3 separate regions of the Mus musculus genome follow, and all the other regions are linked to region 3. A link is a contact called in public Hi-C and promoter capture Hi-C data. All regions are on one chromosome and are shown on one strand. Each heading gives the region's core, a stretch centred on a gene start, on an enhancer-like site or on the middle of the called end of the contact. The rest is flanking DNA. Distances are from core to core; before and after follow the strand shown.

The links. Promoter capture Hi-C pulls out the DNA fragments that hold promoters and counts their contacts. Hi-C and Micro-C count contacts between places; a contact is called where the count stands out from the background.
Region 1: a promoter capture Hi-C map of the C10 cell line shows a contact between it and region 3, with 5 times the contacts expected there. The contact joins two enhancer-like sites. A contact is called at or near these places in 6 of 39 promoter capture datasets (the 3T3-L1 cell line, the C10 cell line, hippocampal neurons and 2 more).
Region 2: a Hi-C map of pre-B cells shows a contact between it and region 3, with 5 times the contacts expected there. The contact joins two enhancer-like sites. A contact is called at or near these places in 1 of 39 promoter capture datasets (hippocampal neurons) and 2 of 484 Hi-C or Micro-C datasets (cortical neurons and pre-B cells).

The regions. Positions count from the first base shown.
Region 1 is chr2:75,824,379-75,828,079 of GRCm38.p6, forward strand. All of the region lies in intron 1 of Gm34861 (a long non-coding RNA gene), which reads right to left. Among named protein-coding and RNA genes, the nearest start is that of Agps, 5.9 kb to the right of the region's middle. Within about 2 kb of position 1,778, at least 29 of the 459 cell types and tissues checked have an H3K27ac peak or open chromatin away from gene starts, as enhancers often do.
Region 2 is chr2:75,583,325-75,587,514 of GRCm38.p6, forward strand. The region is part of intron 2 of Gm50595; the gene reads right to left. Among named protein-coding and RNA genes, the nearest start is that of Gm39853, 28 kb to the right of the region's middle. Within about 2 kb of position 1,822, at least 192 of the 459 cell types and tissues checked have an H3K27ac peak or open chromatin away from gene starts, as enhancers often do. A contact at or near this core is called in pre-B cells, where this site is marked.
Region 3 is chr2:73,538,851-73,543,131 of GRCm38.p6, forward strand. No RefSeq gene overlaps it. Among named protein-coding and RNA genes, the nearest start is that of Wipf1, 12 kb to the left of the region's middle. Within about 2 kb of position 2,166, at least 109 of the 459 cell types and tissues checked have an H3K27ac peak or open chromatin away from gene starts, as enhancers often do. A contact at or near this core is called in pre-B cells, where this site is marked.

The DNA of each region.
Region 1 (3,701 bases), core at 528-3,027, 2.3 Mb after region 3:
AATAAGGGACTAGCGAGACATGCTGTCTATAGCAGTAGAAACTACTTTAGTAGTAACTGATCTCTTTAACTAGTTACCACGGATCTAAATGCAGCAGTAAAAAGAACTTTATGAGTCTATAAAGTGGGAGAGAGTCTGATCATACAAGCAAACAAATCCTACTTTATCACAAAAGTCACACTGAGTTCAGCTGCCCCACAATAATGTTTCTGGTTATCCATGGACTGGGTCTCAAAATTTGTAGGAATAAGTTTCAAAATTTGATTATGTGAAATTGAAAAATCCTCCATGTATCAATCAAAATATATTATGCCATTATGCCTTAAATATTTTTGACAACTTTGTTTTATTAATAGTGTATATATTTTTTTTCCCTTTTTTTTTTTTTAATGGCAAAAAGAACACACAAAATTTGTTGCATGTCCGAGGCAGGGGAGAATTAGACTCTTACATAGTATTTCTTGTGACAATATCATTAATTGCTTTTGGAATGCATTTTGTCTAGACTTTCTCAGTGAGTGCTTCACAGACAACTAAGTAAATATTTAGGGCTGTAGCCCTCAAGATGAGGTGTAGAAGCCCCCGTGAATTCTAGAAATCGTTTGAGGGGGTCAGCTGAGGCACTAGCCTTTTTAACTCTCATTCTCTCATGAGTGCAAAGGGAAGTTTCCCAGAGGACACAGGTCATGGGAGACCTCCTCAGAGAATTCAGAAGCAGACTTGGGAAGCTCATTAATCTTAGCTGTCCATTAAGTCAGTACTGGTAAGACTTATAGAAACACAAAAGGAAGGGACGTTCTTCTCAAGCTTTTATTCTGGAAAATAGACCTTATTTTATTTTCATGCTTCTTAGAGTATGTGTAAAGAAAAAGAAATATTCTGAATTCTTTTCAGTTTTAATTTCTTTCTTTTTAAAATTTTTTTCAAATTTATTTATTTAATGGATGAGTGCTCTGTTTCATATATATCTGCCTGCCTGAAGATGGAATCATATCCCCCTAGAGATGGTTGTGAGCCACCACGTGGTTGCTGGGAATTGAACTCATGACCTCTGGAAGAGCGGCCAGTGCTTTTAACCACTGAGTCATCTCACCAGCCCCAGTTTTAATTTCTTATATGGTATACAGAAAGGTACTTAGGAAGAAACAGCCTTCAGTAGAAAACTTGAGGTTTGTGCTGGTTAGGTTTTTTTGTTGTTGAGTTTTTATTTTTATTTTATTTTTATATTTTATTTTATTTTATTTTATTTTATTTTATTTTATTTTATTTTATTTTTGTCAACTTGACCCAAACTGGAGTCATTAAGGAAGAGATAACATCAGTGGAGGAACTGCCTGTATCAGATTAGCCTGTGGGTATGTCTGTCAAGCTTTTTCTTAGTGGTTGATTGATGTGGGAGAGCCAAGCTTAACTGTGGGAGGTGCCTTTCCAGGGCACATGGCCCTGAGGCAGATAAGAAAGCAAACTGATCAAATCACAGGAGCAAACCAGTAAGCAGGACTCTGTCTATAGTCTTGGCCTCAGCTCCTGCCTCCAGGTTTCAGCTTGAGTTCTTGCCCTGGCTTCTCTTGACGATGGACTTGCAAGACATAATAAGTCTTTTTCTTCCAAGTTACTTCTGATCACGGGGTATATCTTGACAATAGGAAGCAAACGAGGACAAGGGTCTCAACTGTTAAGAGTGACATACTTTATGAGAGTGGATACTTTATAAGGTGTCCCAGTGGTCAAAAAGTTTTAAGATATGAACGGTAAACATTGTGGCATTGGGAGTGTTTTATTACAACACATTTTGTACACTTCCTTTGGAACATACTTTATGACTTACAATCACACACTCCTGTACGTCCTTAGCAGAAATTTGTATATTCTCTTAGAGACATATATACAAATATTCACAATAATCTTAGTAGTATCAAACTGGAAGCACCTTACATATCCATTAGTTGTAGAACCAATTTCACACATGCAATCATATAAGCAATTGCATTGAAATAAAAGCAAAACAAAGCCAGGCAAAAGCCTCATGCCTGGTTGATAAGCACCATAAAGAACTCCAAGGGGGTGCTTATCATAAAACTCAGGACAGTGGCTACCTTGGCAAGTAGGTGGGTGAAGCAAGCAGAGAGTTCATAGGAAAACTTTCTCGTTTGCTAGTAATGTTTTTTGGCCTATGGGACAGTGCTTGGTGGTGCTTGGTTTGTGATAATTTGTGCTTCCATTCTCTGTATTATATTTCACAATATAGAAGGCACAAACGCCTCTCTTTCTATGCTCAGAGATACTGAGCATCCCTGAAGACCAGTAATGAAAATAAGCACAGAAAATAATTTGATATATGTTTCAGAAGTTAATCTTATTAGAATGTTCTAGTGCCTTCACTTAAAAGAAATGCTCTAATTCAAGGGCAGGAGCTCTCCTTCTTCCATGCATCAGGGTCTACCATTGTTTCTCTGTGTGTAAGTTTCTTTCTACTGGGTTCCAAGTTATCATTGAGGCTGGATGTCCCAGGACCCAAAGGAGTGGATTCCCCTGATATGGCTTTCCTAAATGTGAGGCTTTGTTTTCTGTGGTATCAGAAGCATCTCAGTGGACCAGGCTTCATGGGAAACACCCACTCCTCTTCGAAACATGAAATAAATTTCAGGTCACTATGCCTGGAACATTCTTCTGTAAGGGGATTTTGTAGTGGGAACTCATCATTGAGGTCACCTGCGTCCAGCACTGTCACAGTGTTTTTATTCTCCACATAGATCCTGGCTCTTAACTAACCTGATTGTGCCATATAGGAGACACTCTTGTGTGTCACAGCCCTTCATAGTAAATTATGTACATGTTTCACAACTGCTTGGCTACCTGTATATTTTCATGAGAGTATACGGTCTCAAGTACATGTTAAGTGGTTTTTCTACTGGCTCATCAGTTTAGTTACATCAAGGTTTGAATCATCCAGGATAAAGATTGTATTACTCTACTGGTGTTAAATAATTTATAAATTTGGCCAGAGTTGACAAGTTGAGGCGTGTCTAGACTTTAACTTGAACAAGAATAAACTTTATTTTCTCTTAAAGCATGCTGGTAGTATTACGTTGAACGTTCCCAGTCAGGTTGTAACAGCTCATCTGAAAACGGATCTGAGGACCCTGCAGCTTGCAGAGCATTTTAGTAAAACACACGGGTATAAAGAGACATGAGAGGTGGTATTTCAGCATTACTCTCGGGACAGAGAGTAATTACTTGGGCAGGTTGTGGGAAACGCTATGATGTCAAACATACGAACCTCAGATGATCTCAGTAATTAACTGGTCCTCTTGTCCCTTTTTGTCACTCCTGGTCTGATGAAAATGCCGATGGCTTGTGCCCGGATGAGCACAGTCGTTTCAGAAGCAATGGTAAACCTGTGTTTCTTTGTAAACGTTTCAGGGGTAGCCTGGATAGCCAAGCTTCCCTCACGATGGATGGAGATGTAACACTTACTGACCTCGATGATCTTCTCAGCAGCCTTGCAGCTTCCACGCAGTCCTTCTGCAGTAGTCGCGTAACTTTGGAAACAGCTCTTCTACAGAGCCTTGTTTAGGAGAAAGTGGCTCTGGGCCGATAAGGTGACTGCTTAACAGAGAAGGGCCTTGCCTTCAAACCAAAAGACCTGGGTTTGATTCCCAGACCCCACATGGAAAAAGGAGAAAACCAACACCCACAAG
Region 2 (4,190 bases), core at 572-3,071, 2.0 Mb after region 3:
CTAGGGAAATGGACCATTAAATGCTGTAATGGATAACAACAATAAAAACAAACAAAAGAACAACTAAAATAAATTTTCCTGAATGCTTTTGCAGATGAGCAAGCTTTTCTAGGAAGGCTTGCATACAAACCTCTGTGAACTTGGGAGCTGTCTACTTAAGCCACTTCCAAAGCCAAGATCCTACAGTTTTCATGATAAATACTCAGAATCTGCACACAACTGAGCCGAAGATGTGACACTCAAACTTGTCACAAGAAGTCAGTACCCAGCAGGACGTGGTGGCGCACACCTTTAATCCCAGCACTCGGGAGGCAGAGGCAGGAAGATTTCTGAGTTTGAGGCCAGCCTGGTCTACAGAGTAAGTTCCAGGACAGCCAAGGCTACACAGAGAACCCTGTCTCAGAAAAAAAAAAAAAAAAAAAAAAAAGGAGTCAGTACCCACAGAACATAAAACTCACTGAGGTGTCCAGACACAGATTTCTGGGAAACCCCAGACTTATTTCTTCATTCGTGTTTGTTTGCAAAGCTTTCTGGTTGTTTTAATTAGCTGCTTATTTAATAATTCAGAATGTCCTAAATAAAATCTGATATTAATCCAATATAATTCTTTTGGCTCTGAAATACATTCAGCACATAATGTGTGCAGCTAGAATAGGAAATGCTGATGCAGCTCTTGGCTCTTCATATAGAGCCACTGTTATATGTTGTTCTATTTTGGGGCCATTATTTTTATTTTCAAAATATCTAATTGTTATAATTACCTACGTCTCACCGAGTAGCCTTTATCATCTCTGCCTTTTAGAAAAAAAGAAAAAACAAGAAAGGAAAAAAAGGAAAGGCAAGGAAAGTAATATATATAATATTATATATGTTATACATATTATATAATATTATATTAACATTATATATATATTGTAAGTGATGACTTCAAACCTATTGATTTAGGACCACATCTAAATAAACCCAGAAGCCCTCTCCTGCACATTAAGTTGAACAAGGTCAGACTAGGCATCTTCCAAATGAAGGGCTTAAGTGGACTAACTCTTTCCTGATAATAATGTCTATTTTAAGATAGCCACTAAAAACTGTCAGTGCTCATTTAGTAGATCAATTTCATTAAATGCTCTGAACTTCTCCCCAGTTGTTAATCTCATCATCTATTTCAGATGCTCTTTTGGTGGGAAAACTTAAGCTAAAACTTAATATCAAGTTGCAACAATTCTAACCAGGCCTGGAATACACTTTCCTGTATGTGAAATAAAACCTCGAAAGATCTTAAGCTGAGATAACAATTCTAGCTTTAAAATTCCTTGTTGCCAAAAAACACAGACAGACCCTACGAGCTTTATGCCAATTGGTATTAATGGAAAGTTACATAGAGTGTGTGTGTTTGAGGGTTGGTTTTTTTTTAATGTATCTTTTAAAATACGCACTTTCCTGTGACTGAAGTAAAGCTTCCCCTTTTGTAATTATTGATCAAAGACCAATCAACAAGCAAAAAGTTCAGGTCCAGATTTTAGTATCAAACACAGTGTAATTGAGGAAGCAGCTTCTCTCAGATGGCTATAAATGAAGCTTGTACTCAATATCTAGGTGAGCGAGGTAAACAGTATGACGGCCGGCTAATATAAAAATAACACATCCATTAATCAGGTAATGGGGAATTTGAGAAGCCTCCAGAACCCTTGTCCACGCCCACCACGACGCATCTGTTTGAAGCTGGGTCTCTGAAGCTATTTTTGCCCCGTGATTTAGCACCAGAGTCCTCTGGGTGATAGTTGAGGAAGCAGATGCCGAGCTTCTCGGGGCCAGGCTGGCTCTGACTCACGCGGCGGCTCCAGCTTTGTACTCACATGAGAGGGGGTGGAGCGAACGAAGGGCTGACTTCCCGCCCTGCTGCCAGCTTCCTCAAACTTTCCACTTACGCATTTGCCTCCCTTACCAATTTCGTTTGAAGTTCCCATGCCAAAATCCTGAACGGCATGTTCCCAGGATGCATTAAATTTTAAAAAAAGAAAAAAAAAAATCAGCGGGGATTTTCCCAACTGAAATAAAAAGTAAACTGAAAACTAAGAAGAGACCATCTTTTTCCCTTTTTTCTCTCTCTTTCTTTAATTTTCTTCTTCCCCACCCCTCAGCCCTCTTTTGAGTTGTTCCTCACTGAGGATGGCTCATCCTGGCATCTGCAGGAGAAAGATTGGGGTATGGAAATGGCATTGAAAATGTTTCCCTCTAAGCACCAGCCACCATTCATTCCTACTGGGGAGTCATAACCCTTCCCCGCGTTTCCTATCTCCAATTATTTACCGTGAAATGATTGAAGCTAATAACATCCACATCTATTTGGAGATTACATTTCAACTGTCAATTAAAAATTAACGTTTATTAAATGCCCACAAGATATAAATCTTTATTCTTTCGTACTGTATCAGAGCTGATAAGAATACGGGGTGGTAAAATCTATGACGCTTAAATACTTTTTATACTGGATTTAAAACAGAAACATGGGCCATGTTATGGGCTGAGAATGTGGTTTCTCCAGCAGCCGTTTCTATTAAAGCTAAGTTTTTTACAGAGAAATTAAATTCAATAGCCAGAGTTTTACAGAGCTTCACTCTAAGCTACTTTTCATTTAAAACAATTGGACCTGTAAAAGTCTTTTTTTTTAACTCTGATTTTTATTTAAATCGCCGAGATTTTCTTTTTGAGTGTCACTGTGATGTCTGTCGTTTAATTGCCACTGGAGTAATTAATTTAGGCTATTTATACAGTAGGAATAGGCAGCAGTTGTTAGTACTTCTTAGTTAAAGCCGATGTGAATCTGATTCCACCATCTGGGTTTAATCCCAGCAATGTGGACGAACGAAAGACCATCTTCATGGTAACTACCATGTTGGTCTTAGGGTAAGAGTTCACCAGTTGACTGGACCCCTTCACTCTCACTACATAAATATTTCTTAGGTCTGGAAAGATGGCTCAGTGGTTAAGAGCAATTTCTGCTCCTGCAGGGGACCCGGGTTCTGTTCCCATTCCTGGTGTGGTAGCTCACAACTGTCCAGAACTTCAGCTCCAGGGGACCTAATGTCCTCTTCTGGCCTCTTTGGGGACCGGGCACACATGTGGTGTACATACATATCCGCAGACAAAACACTTACATGCATAAAATAAATAAATCTTTTTTTACAAATAAGTATTCCTTGACAGCTACAAGGAGGAAATATATTGCACCCACTCGTAACATTCTGGTGGGAAATGAGGCACATTAAATGAAGAAAACTACGTCTATGAAAACAAAATGCGCTCAAAATGCTCAAAATGAACAAAAGAAGTAGCTTAGCCTCAAGACTTTCCATGCTTAGGACGGCTACATTTAACAAAAAGTACATACACAACCAGACGTGCGGGGCTAGAGGTGCGCTTCAGTGACAGGGTTCATAGGTTTGGTCCTCAGACACTAAAAACAAAAGACATTTTAAAATCCCCAATAATACTTTTGCACAAATACTAAAAGAAAAACACACACAAGGAGGGAAGGAAAGCTATAGCTATACCCAATAACCAATGCCTAGTGGCTATACTACTTAATTCAGTAATATATACTTAATTCAGAAATTAAGCAAATCTGAACAACTATTTGGCCACCCAGGGAAAGAAGTTCACTATTTTCATATAATTTTTTTAGACAGGGTTTCACAATGTAGCCTGGCTGTCCTGGAACTCACTATGTAGAATCACAGAGATTTGCCTGCCTCTGCCTCTGAATGCTGGGGTTAAAGGCATATGCTACCATGCCCAATACACACACACACACACACACACACACACACATTTTTAAAGGCAAGGTCTGAAATACAGTGGTACATACTAGAAATATATATATATATATTTTTTTTTTTTTTTTTTGAGACAGGATTTCTCTGTATAGCCCTGGCTGTCCTGGAACTCACTTTGTAGACAAGGCTGACCTCAAACTCAGAAATCCGCCTGCCTCTGCCTCCCGAGTGCTGGGATTAAAGGCGTGTGCCACCACGCCCCAAGGAATATTTTCGATTAATTGTTTTAATCAGTGGTTCTTAACCTGTGAGTGGGAACCCCTTGGCAAACTTCTATCTCCAAAAATACTTACATTACAATTCATAACAGTAGCAAAATTACAGCTATGCAGTAGCAATGAAAATAATTTTAGGGTT
Region 3 (4,281 bases), core at 916-3,415:
AAAGGCACGGAGCTTTCCTGAAACCATTCTCCAGACGCAGCAGCCGTGTGAGAGGAGATGGCTAGGAAACACAACACCCGCTGGAGGCTCAGAGAGAAATACGAATAATACAATGACAGAGAAAAGGGGTGCTCACATGGAGTGGGCAAGCGGGGTACCCTTCCAGGTGTCGGCATTCATGGGGTGCTCTTGTGGAAATATCAAATGTTTTTGTTTAAAATCCATTTCCTATTTGGTGTGTGTGTGTGTGTGTGTGTGTGTGTGTGTGTGTTATGTACCCCTACTAGGGTCTTGCCCACTCTCACTCCTAGAGAGATCTTTCTTCTTTCTTCTTCATAACATTTGTCTCTCTTAACATGTTTCTTTTCTTTCCATATTCTTTTCTGTGACCCTCTGTATTTAATTACAGTCACTTGCATGAACTTTGGGGAGGCGTTGTTTAGTGGCAGATAGGCAGCTAGCCAGGGCTGTACCACCAAAGAAAGGGACTCCCTCACCTCAGGGAATTGGGATAGTTTGTTCCATGCTTTAAGACTGCAGAACTAAAAAACACTGCGAGGTCCTAGAGGACTGGATTTATTTCAATTACTTATTTGTTATGGCAATTGACACTTATTTCTATTTTCAATAACATTAGTTTTTATTTTATCTGTATGAGTATTTTGCCCCACGGATGTATGTGCATCACATGTGTGTCTGGTGCTTACAGAGGCCAGAAGATTTTACATCCCCTGGGACTGGACCTCAAGAGGATTGTGAGCTGCCATATGGGTGCTTGGTCTTGAACTTAGGCCCTCTGGAAGAGTAGCCAGTGCTATTAATCACTGAGCTATTGCTCCAGTCCGATGTTTATTTATTTATTTATTTATTTATTTTTAATGTGAGGATGCTGTTAAAATATGAGTGTTCTAGATGATGAGAGGGCTGGAGAGATGGCTCAGTAGTTAAGAGCACTGGCTGCTCTTCCAGAGGTCCCAGGTTTGATTCCCTGCATCCACATGGCAGCTTAGAGTCATCTATAACTCCAGTCCTAGAGGATACAACGCCCTCTTCTGGCATCTGTGGGCACTGCATACATGTGGTAAACAGACACATAAAAACAATAAATTGTTTACAGTTTTAAGATAAACATTTTTAAAAGGAGATGGGGCATTTATTAAAGTATCCCCCAGATAATTTTGAAGAGTTATGGATGATAGGACATCAGAGGAATATGAGGATAAAAGAGATATCAAAGGAAGACTAGCAATTAATACTTAAATGAACTCATTCCTAGGAAGGCCTGTGACATAATTGTTAATAGATTCCTTGCTAGGGACATATAAAGGGTAACAAAATTTTAGCCCATAACTGAAGAAACATCGGAAAAATGCTATTTAAAATGTGCGGATTCTGACGTTGAATGTGTGCGGGAGACTGGCTCACACAGGAACAAACAAGTTTCTCTGCTTTGTTGTCCGCCGCTTACAGTCCACCGACAAGGATGGCCCTCCTCCTATGTCTTCCTTACTTCATTTTCTTTTCTCATTTTTAGGGCTTGTTAGCATCTCCATCACTGCAGGGAAAGCGCTAGAAGATTGTTCCACATTGTTTTATGTTACGATCAGTCATGTGTGGCCTGTGGAGAAACAGGAGAGGCTCTGGGGAAGAGTTTCACACTCACAGTTCCCAGAAATGAGAGAAAGCACCTGCCATGCAGGCATCGGTGGAAAGACGTGAAAAGGCGTGGCCAGGAGGCAGCGCTGTGGGGGTGGGGGGTGGGGCGGAGCAGGGACCAGAGAACCTTGGTCAGAGCTTTTATTGAGGTTTTTACAGGGAGATTGAGCAGTTTAGAAGCTGCAAGCTGAATTGTTCTGGATGACTTTAAGCCATAGGAGTGTTCTCTGGATGCCTGGAATCTGGTCCTCCGGGGCGGTGAGGGTGAAAGAATTTTGCCTCTGGGTTGTAGGGCAGATAGAAGTCTGGCTCCGGGCTGGTCGGTTTGCAGTTCACAAGGCTGCTCTTGTCGGGAGCCCTTGTAATCTCTAGGAATTGGAGCTTGCCCAATAAGGCAGGTCTTTCCAAACCACAAAATGCCAAAGGTAATAAACAATTATTGTACGCAAACCAGTTGGCGCCAGAGAGAAGCTTAAGCAGGAACTGCTCTCAGGGAGGAGTCAAAAAGAGGAAGAAGCTTGGGCCTCGAACACACTCCGGAATCAGAATGAGGGTGTAGAGGAAATATTTGGGTACCATGTGATTTATTCCTCTTGTGTTCTAAATGAAGAAATTGAGGCCCATGAACACGGCAGTGTGTGCCTGCTGACCTGGATACGTGGATGGCTGAGATGCCCCCGTAGTGTAAGGGCAGCCTTCACAACTCAATGTAAATATGCAAACCTACCTGAAAAGAAAAAAGGATGGGAAGTGGAGGGAAGCAAGGAGGAGGAGGAGGAAGAGGAGGAAGAGGAACCCATATAAAATAATGCTTATTGTGGCAGAGGCTTGTAATCACAGCACTGTGAAGCCAGAGACGGGCAGATCCCCGGGTGTCCCTGCCCAGCCAGCCTTGCCTACTTAGCACACTCCTGGCCACCTAGAGACTGTCTCAAAACCCAGGGTAGGTAGTTCATGAGGAACAACACCTGAACTGTGTTCCCTGGCCTCCACACAACCATACACACAGAGACACATGCACAAAAAATTTACAGATTTTAAACGTTAGACTATCCAAATATGAATAAGTTAATACAAATAGAATCTATGAGGGGAGAATTGTTACGAAAATCTGTAGTTTGCAAATATTTTCACTGTCTGTTTAAATACTAAACCTACATTTTTTATGAAATGAAAATGTATTGATGCTTTTTTCTTTAACTTTTCCTTTCTTTCTTTGGACGTTATGGACAAAATACAACATGGCTATAGAAACAGCAAACTGCAAAGACAGTGGAGAAGAGAACACCTGGTTTCACTTATAATTAACAGGAAGGCCAGTCAGTAAATTAATAACAAATGGGTAGGTTTCAAGGGAAGGCCATTTCCTAATGACCACACTTGTGGAATTCCCACTCTCTGTTGTGCGATGGACACACCTGCTGTGTTCTGAGCCAGCAAGAGATTCAGCAAAAATGAGGACAGTTGCACACAACAGCCCATCCTTGGAAGCATCCAAAACTGGGTTGGCTTGATATTCTATGCAGTGGTCCACAATGTGGTTCCAGCAGATGGCACAGATGTCATCATCCACAATCTCCCAGGCCACAGGGCTACTGCCTTCCACATGTACACATACATATATACAAGCAAAACACTCAGAAACATAATATAGAGTGTTAAAAAATACTCAAGAATAGATCTGTTTGTCTTCCAAAATAGAAGACAAAGCTATCTGAACCTCTGTTAAAGAAAGATGCAATTAAGGTGTAAGTACTTATTCCCTAGTATACATGAAGCCTGTATGCATAGATAACATGTATTGACCCCCATATACATAGATACATGTATTGTTAATACATCAGGTTCTAGTAAGCTTATAAGAGCAATGATGGACTTCACTGAAGGGAAATATTTACCTGCCAAATTTCAATAAAGTCCCTGTGGATCCCTGTGGATGGGACTGAAAATGTAATTTCCCAGGGCTTGTGAGTGCTCAGGACCTTTAGCTCTAGGTCCCTTCTGCTGGGCCGGCAACAGGGTCCAAAAGCAAGCAGTAAACTCAGAGGCAGACTTTTAAATCACTTTACCACATAGTGGGACAGTAAAAAGGTGGGTGGCTCCCGGGGTGGTAGGGATTCTTGTGATGGTGGGCGTGTTCTGTAAGATAATAGGATGGGTTAATCCATGTTACTGTGCACTTGTCGAGACCCACAGAATATATATCACCAAGAGTGGAACCTGAGTGAACTGCAGAAGTTAACAATAATGTATCAGTATTGGCAACAATAATGCTAACACTAAAGTTAGCAACAATATATCAGTATGACAACTGATGGATCTCACTAGTAGGAGATTCTGCGGATAGGAGAAGGGGATAGATTCTGTTTTCAGGTTGATGTTTCTGTAACCCAAAAACTGCCTCCCAAAATAATGTCTATGGCTTTTAATAGAAGCAAGTCAGCCATCACTCAGACTATTAACAAAACAGTTGAAAACATTGTTTTCATTTGTATTTTCTTGCATGCCTGGTAATGTATAATGTGGATTATTAGCTCAGCTTTGATATAATTTAAGTGAGCCTATATCACTCTGTGGAGATGCAGCCTAGACATTTGTACACTGTACATTCTCAGTATGTGGCAC